Regions from separate parts of the Mus musculus genome. Here region 2 is linked to region 1. The links are chromatin contacts, called in public Micro-C maps. All regions are on one chromosome and are shown on one strand. Each heading gives the region's core, a stretch centred on a gene start, on an enhancer-like site or on the middle of the called end of the contact. The rest is flanking DNA. Distances are from core to core; before and after follow the strand shown. Region 1 overlaps Tead1 (TEA domain family member 1). Region 2 has its middle 11 kb from the start of Gm40452.

Region 1 (2,700 bases), core at 142-2,641:
GGAGATGTCTTCAGAGGTCTGCTAGGTTCTCAGGCTTCTGAGGAACCCAGCCCTTCAGGCTCTACGGCACAAGTAGAGTCTGACCAATGTATGAAGCAGAAATCAGCCTCTAAGTGGGTCTGTGTGCCCTCAATTACAAATCCAAATGTCAAAATTCAAAAACAGGTGAGGGACCTGAAGGGTAGGGGTGCACACAGGTGGGGAGGTGATGGGAAAAGGGTCTCACCGTAACTTCCCAGGCATGTGTAACTGAGGCAAAAACATCTGCTCAGCAGCTGGTAACTCAGTGGTCATGTGCAGGGCCAAACATCCTAAACCATGTCATGTGTGCACAGAGCCCTGCAGCCCCAGCAAGCTCACCAATGGGGTGATTCCAACTTGCATTCAGCTTTGCCGGACACCTAAATGATATTCTAGAGGCATTCCTTAATAATTCCTGGTTAAGAAAATAAGCTGCTTCCTGTCTCCAAATCCCTGGCCCTTTCCAGACATACATGTCATTCATTTCTGCACTTCGTGATGAAGGTGAAAGAAAATTAGGGAAGTTTTCAGCATGACTAACAGAAACCTTTCAACACACTAGAAATATCAGCCATGTTATCTCATTAGTACATAAAGCAAAAGCAGACTCTGAATTAAGGGAACCCTTAGCTCTACCAGTGTGAAAATGAACACTGGCATCCTGTTCTCTGCTGGTCTGCAACGGCAACCAACTCGAGCCAGCATCCTCATCCCTTCAGCTGATGGGAAACTGACTTTAACCACTATTGTCTTGGAGAGGCTCCGAGGTGAGGAGGCAGCGAGGGGGAAAGGACTGAAAGAAATCCTTCCAAAGGAAACAGGGCTCACAATGGTTTGGGAATCAGGCCCCAGAACACCCCTGCCAGGGTGATGGGTGATCTGAAAAACAAGGCATATCAAAGTGCTATTGATAAGCTGACTCAGTAGACAGCTTATCTGAGGCCCTCATGGACCATATGGTGCCCCAACTTCTGCTGCCTGTTGCTGCCACAACAATAGGCTTGTCTGCCCAGAAAGCACCGTGGTGGGACAGAAGCTCAGCAGCAGAGGCATGCCGCCCGCCCGGCTATAGTGTTTACATTTTATTTTGTGTCGTTAGCTTTGTGTGTCCCCGGCGGGGACTTGAAACACACACCACACACGCTTCGTGTCAGACACCAGGGTTACCTGCAGAATGCACATGGACGTGCGACATGTATGTGCTTGTGGATGGGAACAGATCAGGTGAACAAGAAAAGCAGATGTCAACTTCAGAATTAGAACATGGCTGGTGGGGGAGGGTGAGCGGGCGGGCTCCCAGCTAGCTCAGGAGCAGACAATGCTCTTTTCTCAAAAAACACTCTGGCCAGGCGGGCCTCGGGGAGTGGCTATTTAAAACACTTGGCTTCTTTTATTCCACCGCTGTAGAAGTGAATTCAGTTCTTCGGAGCCAGAGCAAATGAAGTCATTTGGTTTCTGTGGGTTCTCTATGCACTTCGGCAGTAGGAAACCGGCCATCCAAGTTGGCCTTTCCTCATTAACTCCGTTTTCCTTGAAAAAGACAGTAAAGTCATAGCAAAATTCTAGGATATGGGGCACTGAAATGGATGCTGTCAAAGCCATCAGGAAGTCATGGTGTGAAGACAAACAGGTATCGCCTTCCAAAGGCTTGGGTTGGCATGACAGACCGACCCGGACTTTGGTCAAATTATGTATCTTCTCAGAGGGTTTCCTGTCTTTGCAGATGATCATAAAATATTCATTTATCTAGTTGACTACCTATTAGGGGAAAAAAGACACTGGTTCCCAATAAGAACTCTGCAGCTACAGTGTCAGGTGACATTAAAGCTGCCCTAAGATGCAGGAGCTCAAGGTGGTTCAAAGCAAAAATGCAGGCAGAAGGCTCTCCCTCAATCCTCACAGCAGAGCTTCGGCAGAAAGATACTGGTTTCATCTGTGACACCAGCCCCATACCTAAGTGGACAACATTCTTGGATGAACTTCTCAAATTTTCTTAAACAGTCTCAGATTTAAAATCTCCTTTCAAGTTAAATTGAGATTGCACTTGAACTCTATCCAAGAGCAAAGCTGAACTGAATTATGATAATTAGAAAGCTGTGTCTATAATTTTTTTAAGAAGTCAGTAGAGTTGATATATTTTTTTTAAAAGTTCATGCCAGAGAATATAAGTTCAGTGTGTTCCCACATAACTAACATTTCTCACCATGGTGAGCAGTTTTTCAGTTTACCCATCAGTACTGCTGGGTAGTCCCAGGTCTCAGTACAGACAAACGTGTCAGATGCCGAGAAGCTCCCAGAACTTCCCCCTGCAGAGGTGGACCCTCAACTTCTTCATCAGTAAATTAGTCCACTTTTAAGTCTTAAGCTCATTTCCCAACGCTCTATCTTTCACCATTAAAAAAATGTTAATACGGGGTTGACATGTGGCTCAGTTGTTACAGGGGTTGTGACAGGCGCTATCATGAGACCAGAGTGTGATCCCAAGGAAGGGTATAATATAAACCCAGCATGGGTAACAGGTCTGTACTCCAGCACATGAGCAGCAGAAGAATGAAGATCGTGCATCCAGGATCATGCTCAGCTACACAGTATAAGCTGAAGGTCTCATACATGGGACCTGCTTCAAAAAACGAACAAAAAGCTAATGAAATCGTATGACAGAGCCTTACAAACAAGTGT
Region 2 (2,700 bases), core at 158-2,657, 350 kb before region 1:
TAAACAGCACACTAGGCCAAGGCAGTTCCAGGTGGGAGAGGTTTTATTGGAAGAGAGAGACAAGGTAGTGGCAGAAAGCGAAGATGGGGAGAGAGAGTGAGGAAGGGGCTTTCTCCTTATTTATATGGAAAATGACTTAACACAGGTAAAGGTGGGAGGTGAGCCAAGTGGATGCTGGGAATATGGTGCCTGTTGTCTTGGCAACTGATCTGCAGGTTGCAGGTTGTGCTGTCACCTATGTGATGTCATAGGTTTGGGATGTCCTGATGCCAACAAAAGCTGTCTGAATAAAAGGGCATAGCACACTACAGCTTCCACCATGAGATCTTCGTTGTTGTTTTGTTTGTTTCTTTAGTTTAGGGTTTTTGCTTTCTTTTCTTTTGGCCAGAGATTGCGAGGGCAGATATGAAGGGGCAGGGAGAAGAGTGGGGTTGGGGTGCATGGTGTGGAATTCACAGAGAATCAATAGAAAGTTTAAAAAACACAGTTTTCATTGCACCCCTATAGTTTTTATTCTGTATCTACTAAGATTGTACCGAGCTACAACAAGAAAGAAACTGACAGTCAGGTGTCATGGGGTAGAGTCTCTCCCCCACACCTGTCTTTCTGCTCTGTCACCTTTAGATGCACGCTTTCATCCACATCCTTGTAACTTTCGTGTGACAGATGGCTGCTGCCCACCAAGGCTCCAGCTCACATTAAGGGAAGAGACAAGAAAAGCAGCTTTCTTAGAAATCTGTCTTAGCAGAATGGTGTTGGCTTGCTGACCATGACCCTCCCCCACCCCCACCTCAATGCAAAAGACTCTGTGATGGGGAAAGCTGAGACAAGGGATGTCTCGATCTGACTTGTTTGTTGACTGTATGAAGCATTATTGGACCAGCCATGACACTCATGAGCATGTCACTCATGGCTGCTTCTGCTAGGACAGCAGGACTGAGCACCAGGGACGTGTGCACCCTATTCACTGTGTAGGATCTTTACAGAAAAACCTTGCAAATCCTTCAGCTAAGGGAGAAAGAAGGGCAAAGCAAAGATATTGGAAAACCACAAGGGAAAACTGTAAGAGAAAAATCGGATACAGTGCAGGCCTGTAATCCCTGAAGAAGAGGCCCTCCTCTGAGGAAGGCAAACTGATTAAATATCCACACTCCACAGTGAAAAGGGCAGAAGTTGGAAAAGCAAAGAAAAGCTAATGCCTTCCTGAAAGGTTCCAGGCCCTGCTGACAACCACCCGGAAGCTAGAAGGTCAGTGGTTTCCTCTTCTACTCCTTTTGTATTCCCCTATTGTTCTGTGCAATGGGGACAGACTGTAATCTCCTCTGGTTTCTCACATCCCTCCAGGGTTCTTCAGGAGGAGAGTCAGAGGCTGGGCTGCTGAAGAAAGCAGGCCTCCCTCCCTTGCCTTGCAAGTGAAACCAAGAGGAAATAGTTCTCAATGTGTCCTAGCAAGTGTGTTGTGGTGGCTGACCAGATGGCAGTGGCCTGGGGATGTGTACTACAATTTTTTTTGTCACAGGGGCTGCTACTATTCTAGGCTAGGTCCTCTGGAAGGGTCTGGGTCTTGACTTTGACCATGAAAGATGAGCCTTACCACCCTGACAAATGAATGCTGGTGACCACGCTTGACTTGAAGCAAAAGAAATCCATGTCTCAGGCAAACATGTTGTAATACTCTCCTGCTAGCCTCTTGACCCAGTTATATGGCATGATGCAAGAAAAGGACAAGCAGCCTTCGGCCACCAAGGAGCAGGACCCTTCCCCTTCTGTGGCTTCATAATTTACATTTCAGATGTTTGAGGTCATAGTTTTAGACTGGGGCTAACTTGGGAGACTGAGGGAAGAGGATATTAACCTTGGGTATAAAATAAAACTTTCTAAAACCAGGTTAATGTGGGGCTGGAGAGATGGCTCAGTGGTTAAGGACATTTGTTGCTCTTCCAGAGGACCCAAGTTCCATTCCCAGCATCCATATCAGACAGATTACAACTATCTGTAACTCCAGCTTAGGGGACCCAATACCTTTGGCCTACACAGGTATCTTCTCCCTCTCCTCTCCTCTCCTCTCCTCTCCTCTCCTCTCCTCTCCTCTCCTCTCCTCTCCTCTCCTCTCCTCTCCTCTCCTCTCCTCTCCTCTCCCTGTGTGTGTGTGTGTGTGTGTGTGTGTGTGTGTGTGTGAGAGAGAGAGAGAGAGAGAGAAAGAGAGAGGAGAGAACAAATGAAGCATAATAAAAAGTTGAGACCAACCATTGACTCATAGCTACAGGGAATCCGACTCCCTTGTGCCTGCCGAGGTGTGATTTCAAAAGTAAATCTTATAAAGGAATGTCTGGGAGCCTCATCCAAAGTCTGAATTGTGCGCTTCTGTGGAAGCATGAGTCACTGTCGCTGAGGTGGCTGATACTGACTGACAGTTCAATCTCGGGCTCTTGGTTACCTGGGAGACAAGCTTGTGGACTCCTGTAGGAGGGAGTGTTGACATTGGGTTAACTCAGGTGGGATAGCCCACCCTAAGTGTAAGTGACCTCATTCCCTCGCTGGGGTCCGGGGATGAATAAAGAAGATGAAGTAAGTGGACCACCAGCCAGCATCCCTCTCTGCTTCCTGAGTTCAGACACACTGGCCAGCTGCCTAACACTCCTGCCGTGGTAACTTCCCCGCCATGATAGAACCAGGATCCAAAGGAAAGACTTCCTTAAG

What was found. Hi-C and Micro-C count contacts between places; a contact is called where the count stands out from the background.
Region 2: a contact with region 1 is called in a Micro-C map of embryonic stem cells, with 1.6 times the contacts expected there. The contact joins two enhancer-like sites. A contact is called at or near these places in 3 of 484 Hi-C or Micro-C datasets (all in embryonic stem cells) and 1 of 115 datasets of contacts at active chromatin or transcription factors (pancreatic cancer cells).

What each region holds. Positions count from the first base shown.
Region 1 is chr7:112,683,737-112,686,436 of GRCm38.p6, reverse strand. All of the region lies in intron 1 of Tead1 (TEA domain family member 1), which reads right to left. Among named protein-coding and RNA genes, the nearest start is that of Tead1, 5.7 kb to the right of the region's middle. Within about 2 kb of position 1,391, at least 52 of the 459 cell types and tissues checked have an H3K27ac peak or open chromatin away from gene starts, as enhancers often do. A contact at or near this core is called in embryonic stem cells, where this site is marked.
Region 2 is chr7:113,038,093-113,040,792 of GRCm38.p6, reverse strand. No RefSeq gene overlaps it. Among named protein-coding and RNA genes, the nearest start is that of Gm40452, 11 kb to the left of the region's middle. Within about 2 kb of position 1,407, at least 43 of the 459 cell types and tissues checked have an H3K27ac peak or open chromatin away from gene starts, as enhancers often do. A contact at or near this core is called in embryonic stem cells, where this site is marked.